Regions from separate parts of the Drosophila melanogaster genome. Here region 1 is linked to region 2. A link is a contact called in public Hi-C data. All regions are on one chromosome and are shown on one strand. Each heading gives the region's core, a stretch centred on a gene start, on an enhancer-like site or on the middle of the called end of the contact. The rest is flanking DNA. Distances are from core to core; before and after follow the strand shown.

Region 1 (6,880 bases), core at 422-2,921, 76 kb after region 2:
TTCTTCGGTCTATCGTTTGATTCAGCCCCGTTTGGGCTAGTTGGTTTGGGTGGAATCAGTGGGGTTTTGGCCAGCATCGCCAGCCTCATCAGCCATGGCCAACAGCACAGTCGACCACGTCCTCACAATGCACACGCACTACGCACATGTATGTGGGAGGATGGGTCGCATGAGGCAGATGAGGCGGTGGTCGGGATATGGTTATTCCAGTGGGTGGCGCTTCAATGGTCAAGTGGGATGGCTGCTGCTGCTGACGTTGCTCTGTAGCCGTTTCAGGCGAGAAAATTAAATTGGCCAAAAGTTGAATCCATAACTTTTGGCTATGGACTGGACACACACTCACACTCGTCTGTGAAAATTGAGTGTGTCCAGGATGGGTAGTGAAATGGAAATGGAAATGAGAATGGGAATGGGATTGGAAATGGAAATGGGAATGGGAATGGGGCTGAATGAAAATGGATGGGCAGCAGAGGCGGCCATTTTGGTTCGACCCCAAGCGAAGGCCGGAAAAATACGTGTGCGAAAATGGTCACAATGAAAATGACCAAACAGAAAATTGGCAATGATAAGCCAGCTATAACTGAGCCAAAACAAAAAACAGAAATGGAATCAGTTTTCTAATTTATAAATATATTTAGTTACCTGCAATTTAGGTAAATTTTAGAACAAACTAGAATTTCATATGAATTAAATAAATGTATAATATACTTTAAAGAGTTCGAAATGTGCATTTAATGAATTTAAATACTCAATGGCTTTCAAATTGTTCTAGTATTTCAATGATTACTTTAATGCTCAACTGTATTCCCATTTTTCTCATTTCAAATATTGCCGCCGCATAGCCCGAGGCCGTGGCAATATTTCCGATTAAATTTAATCTCAACTGTGATAAAAAAAAAACAAACTGCAAAATTAATACTTGACATACCGTGAAGACTTTTCCCAGCCAAGCGGAATGCAATAGGCGGCCGAAAATTCAGTGTCTGGTTTACTACCAAGGGCATAAAAACCTTAGTGGCTTTGGCTTGAAAAGGGGGCATCATGTGGAAACTCTCGTAATAACGGGAATGACGGGAATTTCAGGGACCACCAACTTGGGAGCTCCATTTTGGGGTCACTCTAATAAAGAGTCCGTGTCGGGATTCGGGAAAGCCCACTCCATAACATCCATACATGTGTGAGTTTCTGCTTAAAAGCCAACAGCAGCTGCCCCAAAAAACCATGAGGAAAATGGGAAATGCCGGAGGGGGGGAATCTCGGGTGGATGCAGTGGGGATCCGACGGCCTGGTTATGTTTGTTGCTGCCTTGTTGACTGGAAAATATGACCGCCAGCTGTTTGTTGTTCTCCAAACCAGCCGACCCACACTCACATATGGTGATGGGGCGGAAATTTATGCACTGCTGGACCCACCTTCTTTATTCCTGTGTATTCTGTGCCCACGTTCAACAGCCTCATGTCAAAGCTGATCAAGTATTTTAACCTTTTTCAGGACTCACAAGACTGAAATAACTATATTTCCTGCTTTTTTGTATTACTCGAAAATTGCTCAATAGTTACGAATGATTTTCTCGTAACATTTGTAAAAGCAATGTATCTTAAGGTATCTTCATTGGATATATGGAATAGCCGTGGCATTCAAAACCTTCCGTGTTCGCGCACACTACCGCCATCTGTCCGCTAACGCCGGCAACGAACGGGCGCCATCTATGGGACGGTGACAACACCTCCGGTTTCTTTCGCTGTGGTGGCAAAAAAAAGCAAGAAAACAGGCTTCGTCTTCAGCGACTTTACTTTGGGGGTTGATGCTTTGCACTCCGATTAAGGACAGGGTTGTTATTCGCAGCTGTCATTCAGAAAAACTTGCGAATTGTATGCTACTCAAGATCGTTAATATTAAGTTGTATATTCCTAACTCCTTATTTTCAAACAACAAATTAAAGCGGAAAATAAATAATAACCCATTTATTTTGGTAATTTATTTTTTATTCACTTTACATTTGTAAAGCGGTGAAAACATTAAATTGCACTTTCATTTTCACTTTATAACTTTATAAATCATTATTCACTCCCTATTTTATGAAAAACTTAAATGTTTCTATCACAAATTTAAGTTTTGGTAAGAATTGTACGATTTATTCATGCTAAACTGTTAGCTATTCGGTTGTTTATAATGCGCCTGCCTTTTTGTTCTACGTTAATTAAGTATGAGTGAAGAAATTAGACCAACCACTTCCAACAATGCTCAGCATTTAATTACGTGCTCTGAAAATGATGAGTTCATGTAATTTGAAATATTTTAATAAAATTAGCATCGGTGGTTCATAATTGACCCCATAATGCAGCCCCAAACGATCCTCCAACCACTTGTTGCCCCACTTTTGAATAGTTAAGGAAAGAAAACTAATAGAAATTATAACCCCTAGGAAAAAGCGGGAAAATGAAAAGGCGCATATGCGTGTTTTTGTGAGATTACAATAGGGGTGTTGGTGTAATGGTGTGAGGGTGGTAGTGCGGTGGCTAGAGTGTTTTAGTCGCTCCTGGTGGTCATGTGTCACCATTGGCCAAGTACTTCTCAAAGGACAGCGAAGATACACTCGAACGCACACCAATGCAGATCGAAAGAGAGCACGAAAGAGAGCCAGAGAGCAAGGGAGAGCGAGAGAGAGTGAGTGCAAAACGGAGCATTAAGGGTGCTTTTCTGCCGGCGTCGCTGCTGTGGTGAGTTTCCTTCGTTTGCCGTCGTCCTTTTAGATTTGTCACCACCAAAAGGGGAGGATTTCTGGGAGCAGAAAAAAAAATACAACGAGTAGGTGGGGGTCCTTGTGAGTCCTTGTTTTTACTACTATTATTGTTGTTGCTTTTCTGTTTTGTTTGCCAGCGTCGTCGACTGGATGTTTTTAGAAGTCTGTATGTATGTATGCGTGTTTGTTGTCCTGCGTGTGTGACAAAATGGTGAATTTGCTCTCGCCGTCGTTTTACATGGCGTTTTCCTTTCGTCCTTTTTTTTTTAATAAAATGGCAGCGCGTGTCCTAGCCAAAAGCAAAAGGAGGGTCCTTCTTTTCAACCCGCCCCTTACACAGTCGCCTCGCATATCAAATCCGAAAAACACAAAACAATAAAATGCTTCAGATGATGATGATACTGATTGATTGCGTTGCGTATTGGCGTTTGCTGGTTTTTTAATCTATTTAGAGTGCCTTGATCGCTTGTTTTGAAATAAAGAATATACATAAACATATGTCACTTAATCTGGAACCTAATGTGTTATGTATGCAAATAAAGCTACTTAAATATCAAACAACCCAAAATCCCGTTCTATATTATGTAACTTAACATCTGCTAAAAATGTATAACATTATGTTCATCTAAATATATTTTTTTCATCAATGTGTATATATTTAGATGTATATTTAGATACCAATGATAAGCCTAATTGAGCTTATAGCAAGTTTTTTCCATGATGATTGGGATGCTTAAAACATATAGATACAATTAATTTTTTGAGAAACAAGGTCCATCCTGCGCGCCAATAATTGGTTTTGTTTTCCAGTACTTCTTTTCTTGGGTACTCTTTATTTTCATTTTCGCAGGACTCTTTGGTTATTGCCAATTTGAGCTTGAGCAAGGCGGTCTTTCGTGTCAACCGTCGTCATTCTCAGACGCCATTGTAGTGCCTTGGTTTTTGTTGTTAATATTGTTGTTGATTTTATCGTTGTTGTTTTTTCGAGAAGCTTGTCCTGGCATTGTTGTTGCTCCTGTTATCCTGGCTTTGGCGTTGGCGTTGTCGCCCCGAGGGTGAAAATAAGGCATTCAAGCGAGAGACACATTCAACATCTATCTTATAAAGCATTGCACACATTTATACATATATATTATACATAGATATACAATAAACCGTGAATATAGCTTGTTGTTGTGTACATTTGCGGCAGTCGGCAACTTGCAAATTATTTAAGATGCCATCATTTATGTATATTGATTTGCCACTCCAACAACAACATCGTGAAGAACACAATTCCGAGGAAAATAGATAGATACTTACATATATGCGAGCACTAATTGAAATACTTTTATCAGTGTTTCTTGTCCTAGTCATGCACATCGGAAAAAATCGATTGGAACTGCAAGTTCAAGATACCCCTAGTTTAAAAAAAGATCGTAAGGAAATTAGTTAGTGCCTACATCTGTTCCTCAATAAATAACTATTTAAAGTGGTCACAGACTATCCTCATATATTTTCTCTCTGTGCACTAGTTGCTGTTGTTGTCTTGGGCTCATCCTTGGTCCCTGTCCGTTTATCCTGCCCCGAGGGACTGGCATCGATATGATCTAAGGGCTGCTGCTGTCCTGATTTTGGCTTCCTTTGCCCTACTCCTCCTCATTCCCGATACTTTCCTTTCATTTGGTTTCGTTTCATTTCGGCTGCTATTATTTTATTTCGTTTAGTTTTGGTTTTGGAATCGTTTCTGTTTTTGTTCTTCGCGCCTGATTGCGCAATTCGCCAGCCCACTCAGCTGTAATCATCGACAGCAGCCGTATATCTTATCTAAATGCTATCCTCATAATCATTATCCCAATCCCAATCAGGTAGACGATCGCTAGCCGTAAAACATACAATCTACAGACAATATTTTGGATGTGAACAAATGAATGCCACCCTGGGGAAAAAAAGCCGTGATTTGGGCCAATATTTCTCTGGGGCTTGCCCCATTTGCTGCCCCGGCAAATGTGTTAAATATTTCAATTTCAAATCCAATCGAATGCAATTCTAATAACCAAATCCGGGGACGTATGCAATTTGCATGGCCAGCTGCTGGCCAAAAGTTGAAACCCCCACCCCCAGAGAAATGGCCAAACGGAGTGAAAATATTTTATAACTTGTTTTACTTTTCGGTTCCGGGCTTTAGTTGCTGTTTTGCATTTGGAAAGTTTCAGTTAAACTGTCGCAAATTGAGTTTAGTCTGCTGACACATGCACCCGAAAGTCCCTTGTAATAGTTTGAAGTGATAAATTTCGTAAAGCCATCGATACAAAAACGAGCAATTAGGGATTTTCGAGAGGGAAAGTGAGTGAGGATATAAATGTGTGAAATTCAAGGTAGCATTTTTAACATTTTCATCATAATAAATGTGCTTTGGGGTTTTTTAAACTTTTGATGGGAAATCAAATTAACAAAAATGCTGAGACAAGCTGCATAATCCTAAACTATTGATTTTTTTTTTTTTTTTGAAAATTAAAACAGACATTGTGATTGCATTTCCGATATTTATAATGTTGCGAAAATGGAGAAATTGATCAGATCGTTGGTGCAAATATGTGCATTCCCGACGCAGTCAAGCATGAATCTAATCAAAAATCGAATACCAAATTCAAATCTCGTTCTATCACGTATGCAGAGGCGTTCGAAAGTATACAACGTGTTTAAAAATGCAAGAGGCGTGGAGCGTGGGGCGTTGGGCGGTGGGCGTGGCTTGCAATGGGTGGCGGGATGTGGGGTGTGGCACATCCATTTTGCGCGAAATATGCAAATTCAAAATAAATCAAATCAAACGCGCCGCACGAGGTAACGAAGCGGCAGCAACACCAGCGCCTCGTTGACCAAGGGATAGCCAATTTGTTGGGGAGGGGGGTGCGGCGAAGTGGTACTGGCGGTTGCAGGGACGAGGAGTGGGTCCACCAAGGGGTACGGCCTCCTAAATATTTTATGTTGTATTTCGCGCTGATTGTTCATCGGCAAATTGCCTGGAAGCGTTTTGAACGCTCCATAGAGCGTCCACAACAAGTGCAACATTTCGAAAAATCCAAACGGCTGGCCAAGCAAACTGATCAAAGCAGCTGATACCCTTGGCAATGTTTACAAAACAGCTCAATCTATAGTCTATTATATAAGTTAAGAATGTTGAAACTGCATTCTATCGGTAAGTATTAAAATATATCTTTTTATATCATAAATCGAATGTACATAGTATTTTCATGTAATTTGTCTACTTTCTGTTCGCAGCTCCCAAAAAATACATAGGGTCAGAGGTTAAAAGGACCCTAGAAGTGGAAATGCCGACGGTTACACAGGATGCAAATGCTGGCCGAGAAAAGTTGCACCGCACAGCAGCGCCCCCAGCGTCATAAATACGCAACAAACGTAAAAATTAAACAAAAACATAACAAATTAATGGATTCATGTGTGTGTGTGTGGGTGTGTGGGTGTGTGGGTGTGCAGGCGAATATGGCAGTATTTTGTGTAGCTATGCACTGTGAGAAAATCACGTAATCAATGCCTTGTTTGTTTCTGATTTCTTGATTCCAGGCAATATGAAATGCTGAAGTAACTATCTAAACATGAGTTTGGTTTTTTTTATTCAGGATATTCTTTAAATTCTTCGTGATTAGCAGTTTTTTTCGCGTGCTTTGCGGGGAATTGAAGTTGCAATAAATCCTGGCTAGCCGCATCGGTCGCTAGGCCCGATTGAGTTTTGCCTACATGCTATGCTGTCCATTATTCGCCCCCCCCCCCCCCTCCATCAGTTGCTCGATTCCTTCGTCCTTGTAACTCCATCATGCTTTCCGCCCAGTTTCCAACACTTGTGGAAATTGCGGAAGCGGAATATCCTGTTTGGGCAATGGGTTCGAAAGAGTTCGAGTTCATTGTGCATAGTCAAATATTTTTCACCATAAATTTCGCACGTCCATCAAAAATTGATTGCGCAACGAACCGTGCAACCTTTGCACCTTCAACTCTTAAACAAACGCACACACACACACACATACATATATACACACTCGTGCATTGTTGGTGTTCAAATTTTGAATATTGTTTACATATGGGCATTGTCCAGAATTTTTAGCCACCCGCAGATTGGCGGTGCACTCCCATTTTCCA
Region 2 (6,593 bases), core at 3,644-6,143:
TTTAATTTAATGTTTTTTAAAATTTTACTTAACATTTTCTTTTTGTGCCTGATTTTTTTCTCCCACTCCTTCTCGTCCTCTTTTCTTCCGCCCCCACACCCACGCCCAGCACCACCTATTCTTCTGCTCTTCTTGCTGTAGTGGTGTCAGCTGCCTTGTTACTTCTAACACGCTGCTTTTGACGCGACGTCGCTGCCGCCGTTGGTTGGTGCCATTTCCCATTACACACACAGGCACAGGCACTCACCACACACGCGAGCGCTGGCACTCTCTCGCACACAGATGCACACGGACACCTACCTACACAGGCGTCAACTCAACACTTTTGGTTCGAGTTTTTGGTTTTCTTATTGGAACCCCGCAGTTCACTCATTCTCTCTCTCCCTCTCGCTCTCTCTCGCTTGCACACGCCCTCCGCGAAAGAAACTCAACACTCTCGCTCTCTCGCTTGCACCGAGCGCACCCCCATATACGGCCATCCCGCTCACTCGCCGCCCAGAGGCAACGGGAGAGAGCGAGAGAGCGAGAGCGGCGAGCAGAGCGAAGGCAGCGCAGTCGGCGTCCGTTTCGGCGTGTGTGTATTTCCAGTTTCCAGTTTGAATGCGACCGGCGTGTAGTTCGTGTCGTCATCGCCGCTCTGTCGCTTTTGTCGCCTGTCGTTTGTCGCTTTTGTCGCCCGTCGTCGTTTCTCGTCGTTTGTTGTTTCTCCCTACGTTCGTTGTTCGTTGATCGTCGTGTCGCCATATCCACATTCTTTATCCAAATCGCCGTTTCCCTTTTGTGCTCTTTTTTTTGCGTTCTTCCTTCTTGGTAAAAAAAGAAAAACAAACACAAACCAAACAAAGAAAAGCAACAAACAAACAACAGTTACAGCAGCCAGCTAACTAAGAAAACTTAAAACTGCCAAGTGAATTTGCAAAGCAAAAGAAACGAGAGAAACAGAACAAGGTTTAAACACTTTCGACGTTTTGCCGTCGCCAAAACAGAATACGAAAAGGCAAGCAAAAGTTCAAAACAAACAAAGAACCAGGAGAACATAAAACCTGATAAAGAACTCAAAACATAGGAGACAGAAAACTAATACGATAACCATAAAAACCGAGTAGGGAATTTGAAAACTCGAAGCTTAAAATCCAAAAAGAACCGATATTGAAAATAGAAATTGTAGAAACCATTGTTTATAGGTTGAGCCTTCTATATTAAATTATTGGTTCATTTACATTGTTAGTTTTTAGAGGCAGATCTCTAAAAGTTAATGAAAATTATTAAAGTTCAATAAACTAACGTCGGTTAAATAGGGAATGTCGAGGAAAAAATAATCAAATAGGATAAATACTTCAAAACACAAACAATCCGAAATGAATTATTAGATAAAACCAGGGGAAATTCTAAGGATATAACAAAGATTTTAAAAATAGATAGTTCGACTCATGCCTATATTTATTTACCCAATTCTTTGGAATTGTAATGAGCTTATCAATTTGAAAGAAAGAATCCATATCCTTCTAGAAACTAACTTTAATAATCAAACGGGAAATTTTTTTCTCTAAAACTTTTTTTTTTAAATAAATCTATCTAAATAACCGTCATAATGACGGTTCTCGAAAATCTCAAGCGGCGACCCCAACTAAAAATCATATTTACGTTTTTTATAGCAATGAAACATGAATTTTTTTGAAACAACAAGAAGAGAAATAAAGTGTACAAGTCAGTGAGTGTCCCAAACAAAAAGTTTTAAAAAAAAAGAAACAAAAACAAGTACCTGTAGAACAAAAACAAAATAAAGCATCTAAAAATTTCAAAAGTCAAACTAGAGAGATCCCTTTTTTGGAGAGATCGCCGTGGGAAACCCTTTCTGCATGACGCACTTGGTTGTTTGAAACGGTTATGTGATGAGATACGACGTCCAGGAGCTGCTATTTCATCAGTCTGCTGAGGATCCATTCGCCAGGTTCGCCAATGGGATGGCATATCATCCATTTCTGCAGCTAACGCAACGACCCACTGACTTCAGCGTTTCCTCGCTGTTGACGGCGGGTAGCAACAATAACAACAGCGGCAACACCAACAGCGGAAACAACAACTCCAATTCCAACAACAACACCAATTCAAACACCAATAACACCAACAATCTCGTGGCCGTTTCACCAACGGGTGGTGGTGCGCAGTTATCGCCGCAAAGCAACCACAGCAGCAGCAACACCACCACCACCAGCAACACCAACAACTCCAGTTCCAATAACAACAATAATAACAGTACCCATAATAATAACAACAACCACACGAATAACAACAACAATAATAATAATAACACAAGTCAAAAGCAAGGACACCACTTGAGCACCACCGAGGAACCGCCATCGCCCGCTGGCACACCACCGCCCACAATTGTTGGTCTACCGCCAATACCACCGCCCAACAACAACAGCAGTAGCAGCAGCAGCAACAACTCAGCTTCAGCCGCCGCCCATCCGTCGCACCACCCAACCGCCGCACATCACTCACCCAGTACGGGTGCCGCCGCACCGCCCGCCGGCGCCACAGGCTTGCCGCCACCCACACCGCCGCACCACCTGCAACAACAACAGCAGCAACAACAGCACCCGGCCCCACCACCACCACCGTACTTTCCAGCTGCGGCACTGGCCGCTCTAGCTGGAAGTCCGGCCGGACCGCATCCGGGTCTGTATCCCGGCGGTGGATTGCGCTTCCCGCCGCACCACCCAGGTGCCCATCCGCACGCCCATCATCTGGGCAGCGCCTATACTACCGCCGAGGACGTCGTCCTTGCCTCGGCCGTCGCCCATCAGCTGCATCCGGCGATGCGACCGCTGCGGGCGCTTCAGCCCGAGGACGATGGCGTCGTCGATGATCCCAAGGTCACGCTGGAGGGCAAAGACCTGTGGGAGAAGTTCCACAAACTGGGCACGGAAATGGTCATCACCAAGAGCGGCAGGTGAGTTCTATACTCATTTTACAGGGTATTAAAGGTCTCCCAACATTTAAGTGTGTAAAATCGAATCTCGATTAGAATTCGAACGAATGTAGCTTTATACAAAAGAATTGTTTTTGGATATGCTTTGCCGTCATATTGGCAAATAATTGTGACCTTTGCCGAGCTTTTGGCAATCGAGGGCACAGATCTGGGGCCGAAGGTCAGGTCACAGCCCGGGCAAGCAGCCTTGGCCACTTGAGCACGTGTGGCGACGTCTCAAGCTCCCGTTAGCGGTTAAAACCGATCCCAAGTTCCACGCCCAGTTGAGCTGAAAGTAGGTGAACAGACGCCCCCGTTCTTCTCCTTTTTGTCGTTTTTACATCTTTTTTTTTTTTTTTTTTTGTATAATTTTTCCATTTTTGCAGCAGCATGTCATCAGCCGCAGAAACTCAGACTCTCTCCCTCGAGAAGATGATGATGATACGATGATGATTATGCGACGACGACGACGTTGACATTCAAGCTGCGTTGGCGCGTGAAAATGCGTTTTGAGCTTCACACCTACTTGAGAAAGTATTCACTGAGACACACTCACACTTGGCCGCAGTGAATGGAGTGAGTGTCAAGTGAGTGCAAGATGTGGCCGCTGTGAATGCACTCAAAAATGTCGCCAATACTTTACGAAATATATGTAATTGCCATAAAGTCAGCAAAGGCTTACGTAACAATTTACATTTACAATTTCAATTAGAAGTGAACAAACATATTCTAAGCTCTGCACAGCGAAATAGAGACATTTACGTTTAACGATCACATAAAGCCTATTAGTTTAATGTGGAAAATCATTAACCAACTTTCAAAGATTAGTGCCAAATTTATAAGATTTCCTTTACAACTTTATGTTTAGCCATAAACTTGCGTCAAAATTGCGTTGTCAAAGCCCCCTTAATTTTTCTTCGCTTTTTACGGTAATTCATTTCATAGCTGGCCAAATTCAATTAGCTTCTGTTGCTGTTTTTTTTAAGCTACAAATTGCCTGACGCCTCGGTTAAGCCTCTTTGGCCAACGCCTTCTACGCCGCCTTTTCCCAAATACTTAATTATATGCACATATATATATATGAATATATATATATATATATATGCATATAGTTTCAATGCCAGTCTGGCGGCGTGGGCGTGGCAACAACACCAATAGAAAGTGGAAATAAGCGCAAAAATAAAATATTTGCAAATAGTTTTGTGTGCTGAAAGTTGGGAATACGTCTGGCCAGGTGTCTAGGTCCACTGGCCACGCCCCCAACCGCCCAACGCCCCCCAACTGTATGCAAGTAGTTGCATTTTGTTGTTGGTTGTTCGCACTTGGGAAGTACACAAAAAAAAAAAAAAAACAAAACAAACGAGAAACAAAAGCACGAAAAAGTTGCTGAAAATTATATTTTTTCGAGCTTAAGTAGTGGGGCTCTCTTCCTGGCCATATCCTTAAGCTCATTAGCAGTTTGGCGATTTGAAGTGTGAAACTAAACCAAGTGGCCCAGCCAGCCAACTACAAAATCCCACTAAAAAAAAACTAAAAAAAAAAAAAATAAAATGAAACAAGAAAAACAACGCAACCACATCCATATTCACTTCGCAAGTCGGTGAACAAAATATGTGCACTCAGAAAAATTGCAGTTTAATGGACTGTATATTAAAGTCCTTTCTGTGGCAAATGCTGTATTTTAGGCGCATTTCTTAGTTAGTAAAGTTTGATAATTTCATTACAATGAAAATTATGAATACTGATTAAAACGAGATATTTGCTTTAGATTAGCTGGGTGGCATAGGCGAATGCAATTTTCTCTCCGTGCTGCCGAGTTCATGACCCTGCAAAAGGAGGGGGGGGGGGGGACTTGCCCCAAAGTGTGGCATGCAATTGTTGTAAAAGGGGGCGTGGTGAGGCGGCCCATGGATGAGGAATGGGAGCAAGTGAGATGGGCAGAGAAGGGGAGCCACGAGTGGCTTGTAAAAGTTTTAAGTACTTGTACCTAGCACACATATGGAGATTATGGCAGTGTGTAAGTTGCAACTTTTTTGCACGCCACACACACACACACCACACTTCGTTGTTCTTGTTTTTACCATTTTTGCTGTTGCATGCTTGCGAGACGTGCGAAAAAAAAGCAACAACCAAATGGCAAAACAGCAAACGGAATTATTGTTGCCGCTTCTGTTGCCGTTGCCCCATCATCATCAATGTCAAAATTATTGTTTTTCCTGCCGCACAAGAACCCCCCCCCCCTCCACCTCCACCACACCGGTGGAAAACACCATGCCACCCTTTTTCGACTCTTCATGTGAGTGCCACTTGAATGTTTTGCGAGTGGATTTGCATTCACTTGGCTCGATTCAATCGGTTTTTGTGCCTGTTTTTAGCGAATTTCGATTTCGATTTCGATTCATTGATGCAATGATTTGGAGGCTTGTGGCTATAGTTTTTCATTCACAAAAGTTCACAGCACAGCTCCTTCAGAATGACGTGTATTCCCATAGTCGTCTCAATACGGTGCTCCTACTTCACTTACTTAAGAACTAAAATTAAATTTCACTTCAGATTGCACTTGCTCTGCAATTTTTCTCAATTTGTCGCTGGCAATTATGTCGCTAAAGCAAATAGCGTGAAATCTATCTTCGTTCTGCTGCTTGTTGCTGTGACTTATCAATTAATTGAAATTGCTGTCTAAGCGCAAATAAATAAAGTCTCCCCTCGTTTTCCACACCCCTAAACATTTGGCGACACTTTCAGTGCGAGAAGTCAAGGAAATACGATTTGAAAAAATAGGCAAGCCATTGAAAAAAAAAAAAATCTATAAAAAATGTCAGAAATTATCAAATGTTGACCCCAAATGAGAGCAAAAATAGCATTTCGATGTAGATAGAAGATGGTGCGAGATTGCTTTGATTTTGCCAGTTTTTAGCTAATTGAAAGCGGCAATTTATTGGCCATTGGAAAGATTCTATAAACACGGACTTAATAGCAGTTATTCTGGGTTTTTAGTCACCGAGAAGAAAATCAATCATTTTTTTTTTTTTGTATTGTAATATGTTGTGCATGTGATTAGAAAATATGACGATGACTTGTCTTTTTGTACCACATCATAGTTTCTAATTGATGTCGGACTTTGTGACAGGCATGCGATAATGTGACAAGACAAAAATATTTAATGACACGCCACAGGACACCCACTCTTTCCAAGTTTTTGGAAGTTTTTTTTTTTTTTTTGTGTTTTCGGGATCAGGGGTCAGACCCTGGGCAACCGCCTGTCAAAGTTCACTTGTTTAATTTTCATAAATAAAAATTTTCCATTTCCTACATATTTTGTTGTTCCCTTACTCCTTCGATTACTTCCATTTTCGTTTTGGGTAAAAACTCAGCTGACGGCGACAAAACGCAATCAAAGTGCACTGGCCTGCCCCGGGCCGCCCCCTCCTAACGCCCACCTCCTCGAAGCCGTAGGCTCAATTAAATGGGCGTGTCCGCCTTCTAGTTTTTTATTTTTCCTTTTTTTTTTTTTGTTCATATTTCCCCACAATGCCATTAGCGGGCGGGGAAAAGGGGTCAATTGGGGGTTGAGGGCGAAATATTGTTATAGTGCACACACAACCCCTGAAGAGCCACA

What was found. Hi-C and Micro-C count contacts between places; a contact is called where the count stands out from the background.
Region 1: a Hi-C map of the Kc167 cell line shows a contact between it and region 2, with 2.4 times the contacts expected there. The contact joins two enhancer-like sites. A contact is called at or near these places in 49 of 107 Hi-C or Micro-C datasets (the Clone 8 cell line, the D17-c3 cell line, the Kc167 cell line and 22 more) and 2 of 6 datasets of contacts at active chromatin or transcription factors (both in the Kc167 cell line).

The regions. Positions count from the first base shown.
Region 1 is chrX:4,505,615-4,512,494 of dm6, forward strand. The region is part of intron 2 of lncRNA:CR32773 (long non-coding RNA:CR32773); the gene reads right to left. Among named protein-coding and RNA genes, the nearest start is that of CG3556, 21 kb to the right of the region's middle. Within about 2 kb of position 1,672, at least 29 of the 39 cell types and tissues checked have an H3K27ac peak or open chromatin away from gene starts, as enhancers often do.
Region 2 is chrX:4,426,543-4,433,135 of dm6, forward strand. It overlaps bi (bifid), which reads left to right. Exons shown (of 8, transcript NM_001297932.1): 2 at 1,656-2,956. The coding sequence starts at 1,893. All of the region lies in intron 3 of lncRNA:CR32773 (long non-coding RNA:CR32773), which reads right to left. Among named protein-coding and RNA genes, the nearest start is that of bi, 16 kb to the left of the region's middle. Within about 2 kb of position 4,894, at least 2 of the 39 cell types and tissues checked have an H3K27ac peak or open chromatin away from gene starts, as enhancers often do.